Linked DNA regions of Anser cygnoides: region 1 is linked to region 2. Evidence: chromatin contacts called from public Hi-C data. All regions are on one chromosome and are shown on one strand. Each heading gives the region's core, a stretch centred on a gene start, on an enhancer-like site or on the middle of the called end of the contact. The rest is flanking DNA. Distances are from core to core; before and after follow the strand shown. Region 1 holds the start of CTTNBP2 (cortactin binding protein 2). Region 2 has its middle 34 kb from the start of CTTNBP2.

Region 1 (5,054 bases), core at 2,267-4,766, 34 kb before region 2:
TTTCTTGCTCTTATATAATTATTACTGGTAGATATTATGCAGATGGAAGTTATTCAAAGATGTTTTAAAACACATGCATATTTTCCCTGAATTCTAGTCCAAATTGCACCACCACAATTTCACTGGCTCAGCCAATCAAGCTGTACAGGTATGAAAAAGGACCAAACCATTTCCATCCCATTTTTGTCATCCTTATCACAATAAAAATACCAATATTTTGCAAGAAAGAAAGCCCACTTGGTGGGCTTACCAAGAGCTGTGCTCCATCCAAGGGAACTCAGAAGGACAAGACTCTCAGCTTTGCTCCTAAATGTAACACTACAGAACAGCCTAGGCTTTTCTATCACTTTCTCTTGGGTGGGTTGGGGGGGGGGGAAAGCTGGGTGACACATTCTGTCCTTTTCTACAGTGCTTCTAAAAACAGTAAAAACCAAGTCTTTCTTTTCCCCCAGTGATGTTACTGATGGTGTACCTGACAGTGTACCAAGATACAAGAGTTACAGCATGAAGATACCCTACTGTATTGTCCTGCAGTGTACAGTTCCTGATTATACCATAAAAATTGCACATTAGTGCATTACTATTACAAATGCTATTCCTACAGTTTTCCATTGCACCATTTGTGCAATCAGGATTCTGAGAACTAAATCTAAAACTGTACAGAAAACAGTATTTCACTATAACTTGAGTTTAGCATGACTTACAAGACAGCCACCTAGATGTTTATTGTCATCCTAAATGTAAGCAAGATGATCCAATTCATAATTTTATATCTTGAATTTGAAGACAGAAAATAAGCTACTCACAGTAACCCTTCAAAAGGAACACTGGAGTACTGTATAAATATTTTTTAGGAATCTTTTCATTGCCCGTAAGTGTTCTTTTTACTTCCCTATACCAAGGATAAAATGAAATCGACAATTTAACATTTCTAATAGTAAGGGGAAAAAGCGTGCAGTGTAGAGCTGTCACTCCTTCATGACAATGAGAACATCAGATTGCATGAGCAGCTCATACTGCATTGCCTAACAGGACAATATTAAAGCAGTACTTGATTAAGCTACTTTTTTGAATTCTGAAGGTAGTAAGAACATGAAACACTAAAGAATTTAGTATAATTTTTACTCAGAACTAGGACTTGAAAGTATTTGATATTTTGCTTTTATGAATCATCACCTCAATATTCTTTTATATCAAAGCCATGTCATTGTTTTAAAAGACAGCGATGTGATTCACTTCGTAAGGTTTACCTTTTTATTTTTTTAAAGTAAAACTCAATTTCTGTGACAGCGCAGGAGTTAAAATGTGCAAGTGAAATTAACTGGAGAGCCGGAACATGGCTTCAGATAAGAATTTGTGCCTACTTGGAAGAAAAGAATATGTATCTATATAGGGGTATATAGGGGTATATAGGGGTATATAGGGGTATATAGGGGTATATAGGGGTATATAGGGGTATATAGGGGTATATAGGGGTATATAGGGGTATATAGGGGTATATAGGGGTATATAGGGGTATATAGGGGTATATAGGGGTATATAGGGGTATATAGGGGTATATAGGGGTATATAGGGGTATATAGGGGTATATAGGGGTATATAGGGGTATATAGGGGTATATAGGGGTATATAGGGGTATATAGGGGTATATAGGGGTATATAGGGGTATATAGGGGTATATAGGGGTATATAGGGGTATATAGGGGTATATAGGGGTATATAGGGGTATATAGGGGTATATAGGGGTATATAGGGGTATATAGGGGTATATAGGCACACACACACTAGTAGTACCCTCAATTTCCCAGAAACTAGCGCCATCCTGCCTTCTGGGGTTGTTGCTTTCAGAAAAGACCCAGCCTAAACCTCGCAGCTCCTCGGCTGTATTGCCCCCGACCCGGCGCTCGGTTGCAGGGCTGGGCGCTGCCGGGGGGCTCACCCCGGGCTCTGCCGGGCGATGCCCAGGAGCTGAGCCCCCCGGCAGCCCCCCCACAACCCAAGGAGGGCTTCGCAGGGGGGTGAGGAGCCCCAGGGAGCTGGGGGCACCGTGTGGGGCTCAGCCCCGCGCTGAAAGGAGCGGAGCGGGCAGCCCCCGCGCCCCGCCACCGGCTGGCACCGGGGCGTCCCGCACCCCCGGGGGGCTCTGCCCGGCTGCCGTGGGGGGGGGCGCTAGAAGGGAAGGGAAGGAGAAAAAAAGGCTCCTGCGGGCTCGGCAGCCCGGGGAGGGTTATAGGATCGACGTTTCTCCCGGCCCCGGGCGCTGTCACCGCCTCAGCCCGCTCGGGGAGCGGCGGGAAGGCAGCGGGGGGACCCCGGGGGGACCCCGGCGCCCTGCCCTGCCCAGCCCCGCTCTCAGACAGCGGGGAAGGAACAATGGGGGGAGCCCCTCGGGTGGGGAAAGGAGGACGGGGGGACCCCCAGCGCCTCTCCCTTCTTCTCGCCCCTCGGCCGCAGCCGAGCCCCGTCCCGCCCCGGGGGGGAGAAGGAGGGCGGAGGGACGGAGCGGGGGAGGCAGGTCTCCGAGCGCCGCTTCGTCCCATCCCCGCAGCACCCCCTCGGCCGGCCGAGCCGGCTCTAACCCCCCGCGGCCCAGCCGAGCCCGTTACCGCCGCCGTAGCCGCCGAGTCGTCCCGGGCGCCGGAGCCCGGCTCGCCGCTCGCTCCCTCCGTCGCCATCTTCCCGCTGGAACGGCTCCGGCGCGGAGCGCGGCGCGGAGCCTTGTGGCAGCCGCCGCCGCCGCCGCCAAGGCGCTTAACCCCCTCCCCGCCGGCACCGAGCCCACCGGCAGCGGGGAGCTTAACCCCTCCGCCGCCGCTCCGAGCCGCCCCGGGCGAGCGAATCCCGGCGCTGGGCCAGCGGGAGCTCCGCTTTCCCCTCCTCCCCTCCGCCCCCCGCCATCGGGCGGAGGAGGGGGGAGCGGGACCCCGCGGCGGGCTGCCCGCCCGCGGTGGTGGCTGAGGGGAGTGCCCCTGGCACGGCGCGGCCCGGGCCCCGCGCAGGCACCTCTCGCCTCCTTCCCTTCCCTGCCTCCGCCGTGGCTTGGGAGGAGGAGAGTGGAAAGAGAGGGTAGAGGGGGGAAAGAAAGAGAAGATCCGGTGCGGTGGGCTTGGCTCACCTGGCCGGTTAGATCCAGCTGAAGTCTTTCGGGGAAGGGCACCTCTCTCTTTCTGGGGGGCCTGACAGGAAAGAGCACCTCTCCCACCGCCTCCCCTGTGGAGGGGGGGACACACATGGCTGTCACCAGCCCTTGTTTACAGACATGTTTTCGAGCCGGAGTGGCTTCAGAGCCTCTGTGAGGTGGACCTTCGTGCAGGCCTAGTGCTTTGAGGCCAGGTTAAAGAAAGCATCCCTGCGGCAGCCCTAGAGCTCATCCTGGCTTGGGGCTGCCTTTTGCCTTTCCAGACCAGTACCTAAGTCAAAGCCTGCTTTAACCCCTCCAGAGGAAGTTTCAGGCCATCATGTTAAGCCCACTACCCCATAGGCTATCTGCATGTCTGCCCCCCAAGAACATACGCCTTCCTCCAGGAGATGTTCCTCAAAGCCTTGCCTCAGCTCTTTTCCCCCTCAATGAGAACCCACCTGCCTAGCTATAGGCCAAATCTAAATGAACTCTTCTCTAGAAGAAACAAATCCGTGACAAGCCAAACTTGGGACCTGGTTATTCTACAGCCTCATATAACTTCCACATATAACACAAGTAATTCCAAGGAGCCTTGCTGGTCTCCTTGTCTAATAGGGACACCTCACTTTCAGGTTTATTTCCAATTCCTTTGGCACCATGACCAGGAGAAAGAGACTGATGACTTCCCTTGATCAAAGTCAGCAAAAATGTTCTTCTAAGAATGCTGCATTTGAGGATATATGTAAAAACATACATGAACTTTCCCCTATACATAGCTGCATAGCTGGAAGGGGAACCAAGAGCAACAAGAGGAATAAACAACCGTGATACAAATGTAGGCTGAACAGTGCAGAATTCATTGTACAGGATCCATTACAGTGCACAGAAACTCTCCAGTCAAATAGATGCACCCTGGGTTTAGGAGTTTTTTAGTTTTTTTTTTTTTTGGTTGTTTTTTTTTTTTTCCTTAAAAGTCATACAGCTTTCCTCCTACTCAAGTTTTTCACTTTCTATAGCTGTGGTGAGTGCTCACATCCCTTTCACTGCTGAAGCAGAGAAACTCCATTGATGACAGAGCCTAAACCTACTTATTTTATTCAGTTCCCAGAACTCTAATACCATTTAGTTGGTTTCATAATATATTGCCACTGCTTACTTTATTGAGAGCAAAGTACCATACATTACTAATTATTTATATAAAGTTCTAAGAGTATGTGGTGCTTTGCCGTTGAGAATCTCATTGAAAAGTCACTTGTTTCATATGGATATCATCATATTTACTCCACTGCAAAATGATTTTTAACTTTTTAACTGGTTTGAGAGTATCTTTTATTGAATCCTGTCCACCATTATCATGGCCAATATTTCGCTGTTGTTTAACTTGTGTTGTAATCATCTGCTCGCCATCACAGTTACCTAAGTGTTTTTCTGTCTGAGCTGGTACAAAGCATTCACACGACATACCATGTAAGTTTTATATTCTTTAACTCCATCTGCATCACAGCAGTAATGTAGCAAAGGATGCATCATTTATCTCTTGCTCTGCTGAGATCATAAACTCTGGTTTAACTGATATTTTATCAATTACTGAGTGTACATTTATCAAAATAACAATGCATATTAGATTAGTCACAGCTTACCATCTCAGGCTTGAAAACTGTTCTCTCTTTCCTCATCTGAAGATAAATTTAGAAACGATTTCTGAGAGAGAAGGGGGTGGAAGACTCAGATCTCATCCAACAAAAATTAATAGGATAGATGGACCAGCAACACTTCAACTAAAAGTCCGCCCCCAGACAACTAATATCCAGCACATCGTCGAAGTGTTGGAAGTAGTTTGACCTACTGTTGTGGTCGAAAAGATGACAGGCGTGTTTCTGAAGGAGGAATGATCTAGATTTCTTTATGCCACTAAATTAATCATCACAACATT
Region 2 (4,585 bases), core at 1,238-3,737:
CAAGAAGTTACAGCAGCTTATGAACTGATTTCTAATGATTCACAGTGCTACACATTCAGACCCAAAGCCAGAGATCAGACTAATCTGGTGACAATGACGGTCTTTAAATGTTTTATGATGTGCTACTTTAATTTAAAAATACTCAGTAAGTGCATAGCTCCTAACATCCCTGCTCCTCCCTGAATCAGGCCACAGATCCCCAGCAGCAGCACAGTGAGACCGAGCAGAGCATATGACTGTCAGTGCCCTGCTTCCAGGTGTTGAGCTGAAGTAGTGTTTTCAGCAAATGCAGTCTGAGGATCACCTACTTTGTCTCCAGGACGGGATCATTCAGGAACTGGAGATCTATAAGAGTAATTAGCCCAGCTTTGAACTCAGGCCTGATGCCCCACCACCACTACCTCTGTTGCTGAATCTCTTCACAGTTCCTTTCCCAAATTTCACTGCATCAAGCCACTCTTTGCTTGAAGACCATCCTGGTGACCTTCAGCCTTCAAACGGCCAAAGCACAGGTGACTAGCCCTGGCCTTCCCTTATGAGCACTGTCTAATACACAGCTGATTTGTATTCAGTGTCAAAAGGCACTCAGAATCCTTACATATAAGATACTCCATTTCTTCACTTCAAAAAACACTTAATATCCAGAGTTAAGACAAAGATGAATGTGTCAACATAATGTCCCACTTTTTATTATGTCTTTGCCTTTTGTATAGAACTAAAACACCTGAAGCTGGACCTTCAGCCTACAACACTTTAGTCCCATAAAATTCTGAAATCTAGCTTAAAGAAAGTTTAAATATCTGATTACAAATTCTGTAATTCTCTCTGTACTCTCTAAGCTGTCATTTCAATACAGGGAACAGTCCTTAGGGAACTGGGATTATTTAACCTAGAGGAAAGGAAGCTCAGGGGAGACTTTATCACTCTCTTCTACTACCTCAAAGGAGGCTTTAGGGGCGTGAGGGTCTGTCTCTTCTCCCAAGCAAGAAGTGATAGAACAAGAAGAAATGGCCTCAACTTGCACCAGGGGAAGTTTAGGTTGGATATCAGTAAAAATTTCTTCACTGAAAGTGTTGTGAGGCATTGGAGCAGGCTGCCCACGGAAGTAGTTGAGTCACCATCCCTGGGGGTATCCAAAAGACGTGTAGATGCGGTGCTTAGGGACATGGTTTAGTGGTAGACTTGGCAGTGCTAGGTGAATATTTGGACTTGATGATCTTGGAAGTCTTTTCCAACCTAAATGATTCTATGATTCTGTGATTCTATTCTATTTTCTTGGGCAAAGCCCTGAGAAAAGTAGACTGACAAATGGGTATCTTTCCGTTCTGATCAAAGTCAAGTTGGAAAGAAGTTAAGAGTGAGAGCTAGGCTTTTGGGTGTGTATTCACCAGGAACATCTATTTGTCTTAATTGCTGCCCAGTCACTTCAAAGGACATTTATTCTAATCTCTAAAATGCAGTACTTTGATTTTCCTGATAAACTGTTTACGATGACCACATTATTCATCACGTAAAGCAGTGAAAAAAAAGAGTCAGATTCTGATATCCCTTACAGTGACATAAATCCATGAAGGCTAATGGAAATATTATAGATTTATGCTCTGCTGAGTGCAGGATTTGGCCCAGCAGCTCTATAAATTCTCTAGTTTTCAGCCTAGCAGGACAGCTACACACACCACATAAGCCTTGACCTATCTGGTTTCTCTGAGAGTTCAGGAGCTTTTAGGGAGTTCGTTCTGTCCCTAATTGAATATGGTTTGTTATTTCTTTTCTCATTCCTGCTATTGACTATACTGATCCCTTTCTAGCATATTTTAATTCCTTCATAAGCTGTACAACACTTGACATTTTGTTATTGCATTAAATTGAAGAGACTGTGTAAAAGCTTGAGCTGACTGCAGCTCAAGTGAAGAGAAGAAAGCAAAGTCACAAGGTCTTCGTTTGAAAGAACGGGAGAAAGTCTCGTGGCAGCCAGGGACTGCTAGCAAGTGGAGGTCTTTGGAGGTAAAGGAGAAACACTAGCTGAGATCGAAGTTCGTGTTTGTAAACCATCAGTGGAGCAACAGGGTACAGCAATAATGATCGCTGATAACAGATAGGCACTTCTGTTTTGGAAAAAAACATAGCTGAATAAATTACATATAACCTAAATTGCAAGTGCTATTCTCTCTTTTGTGCAAACATATTACCAAGACTTCACAACTGGAAGGATTAAGAAAGAGAAAAAAAAGCAGAGGATTTTTTAGAACAGATGTTATTTCACAGGCACGTCAAAAACACATGACTTTCCAGAGATTCTTTAGGAAAGCAAAGAGATTTTTTTTTCAAGTGGTTTCCTAGTCCAAGAATCTTTTATTTATTTATTTATTTTTTGTCAGCTTGAAGAAGTGTGAAGGTTTAAAAGATACAAAGAAGCATTACAGAAATATTTGCCTTGCTTGCAGTTAGAACTGTAGCAGAGCTTGGGACGTATGCTGATCTTTCATGGTGACATGAATGCATGTGCAGTTGGATGGATTGACGTGTTCTGGAAAGTCAATAGGGTGCTACAGTGTGTTAGCCAGTGCTCGGTCAGCCGGACTGTTCGATTAGCTCAGCCTGCCCGTATTCTTTTTCCAGGACAGATTATTTGATGGCTCTGAACAGCTTTGACCTTACTTTACCTCTAGTGTAACATTATACTACCATTATTTATCTTCTAAAAAAGAAATGCTCTTTTCATAAATTAGACTTGCTATTCAGGATAATAGACATGGAACATCAGATGTGAACTTTCTCAACACATTCAGCAAGGTACATAAGATTTTACAAGTGACCAGTTTGGGTGACAACACACTAAACACGTAACCTTTTCTTTAGGAAAATCCTTTGTGTCAAAGGCAGTATTTATCACTGTGATATTTGTAATAAATGAAATAAACCGTTAACTTTCTGTAACAAGGATTTCACTCTGCATGAAGCAAAGAAACTATATATTGAGCCTGGTTACCTTTGTGAAACATCAGAGATTTTAGACATATAATATAAAAATGGGAGTAGTGATTAGCCCAACATCTTTGGCATATCTTGTATAACAGTTTATAAAATTAGCAGTTTTCCTTTATATAACATTTCATCAGTCCTTCAGAGCATCCATAAAATAGTTATTTATCTATATATTAGAGACTGATAAATAGGTAGATAAAGAGATAAAGTATGGCAAAACGAATTCACAGCATTCATGAGAGCTCACGTATCAGAGAGGAACTGTGGTATAAAGCAGAACTCAGAGCTTTTGTTTCTTCCCTTGATCTTTTGTCACTGCAACATCATTCTGAATCTCACAAATACAAGTCTTAATTTGAAAGCACACTTCAGTGAACTCCAGCACTGCTACCTGTCCTAGCTGGAGCCAGACATTCCTTTCAGATCAGCCACACATTTAGAGACCTCTGGAAGTCAGCAGCCCGTGCTTAAGCTTCCCTCACTGTCTCCCCGTGGTGTGTCCTTTCAACAGCTCGCAGGTCTGTCCTCTGTCAGCTCACAGGACTGACGTAATCCAGCCATTTTGGCTTTGTCCCAACATTTTGCTCTGTAACACAACAGCAACGGTAGCAACTCACTGCTGATTTTGTACATTTTGTTAACTGAATGTGTGTAAGAAGGTTTGAAAGAAATGATACTGCAAAACATGCTGATCAGACTTTCTCATTGAAACTAAACATGCAGCCCTATCATTTTTATAAACATCATGCTGCAACTATGCATATACACAGTTCTCAATCGCTTGTGGGCAGGTGACACTGTTGCTAATTAAATGCACTGTGCCATTTCTCAGTCACTCTCCTCTCCTCCAAATGAAGTACAGTGCCATACCTTCCTCTTTCTGACAAAACTGAAGGGTACATGTTGTCCTCACAAAGCCACAGACTGCCCACCACTGATAAAGTTTCATCTCTTGTCTTCAGAAACCTATACGCACATTTTTCAAAAGTAAATACCTCACATGTACTTAATGTGTACTTCATAGCTTAAAGCATACTTCTAGATTACCCATGCCTTTGCTGTAGACAGGCCTTCTCCTCTGCTGCTCCTTTACCCTGGGTGATCAAGACATAACCCCGTGCAATGTGTGCTGGTGGCTCAGCGAGCAGCAGGCTCCTGAGGGGCACGTGGGACTCCAGGGAATCACAACGGGGATGGAGGCTGCGAGGATCCGGAGTCACTCGGCTCCATTTTGCCTGAGCATGCCTGGCGCTCTGAGGTTGGGAACCACAACAGGGCCATGCAGCTCCTCGTGGTGCTCTCCTGTTTCCTTTGCAAAATTTTCCTGACCGTGCTTGCCCAGGTTTCCTTCTGTCTCTCACCTCTGGAAGTGGTAGCACAGGTTAGCCGCAACACACAGGAGATTTCAGCCCCTAATTTCACAGCGGTATATTTTTATTTGTGTAAATGTTAGGGATTGACCAATGTTAGTGTTTGAAAGCACTCTAAAAGATGCTGGCAAAGAATGAGCCATGCTCTTTATTTCTTAGCTGTTTCCAAAAGTTTCAGAGCTTTTTTGTTTCTCATTTTGGAAATATACTGTTGCTTTGTGTTTGTTATC

What was found. Hi-C and Micro-C count contacts between places; a contact is called where the count stands out from the background.
Region 1: a Hi-C map of liver shows a contact between it and region 2, with 2.7 times the contacts expected there. The contact joins the promoter of CTTNBP2 here to the enhancer-like site in region 2. A contact is called at or near these places in 4 of 7 Hi-C or Micro-C datasets (blood, fetal liver, granulosa cells and 1 more).

The regions. Positions count from the first base shown.
Region 1 is chr1:27,096,815-27,101,868 of Taihu_goose_T2T_genome, reverse strand. CTTNBP2 (cortactin binding protein 2) reads right to left here and starts at 3,516. Exons shown (of 23, transcript XM_013190811.3): 1 at 3,116-3,516. The coding sequence starts at 3,232.
Region 2 is chr1:27,061,868-27,066,452 of Taihu_goose_T2T_genome, reverse strand. No RefSeq gene overlaps it. Among named protein-coding and RNA genes, the nearest start is that of CTTNBP2, 34 kb to the left of the region's middle. Within about 2 kb of position 2,487, at least 1 of the 3 cell types and tissues checked has open chromatin away from gene starts, as enhancers often do. A contact at or near this core is called in liver, where this site is marked.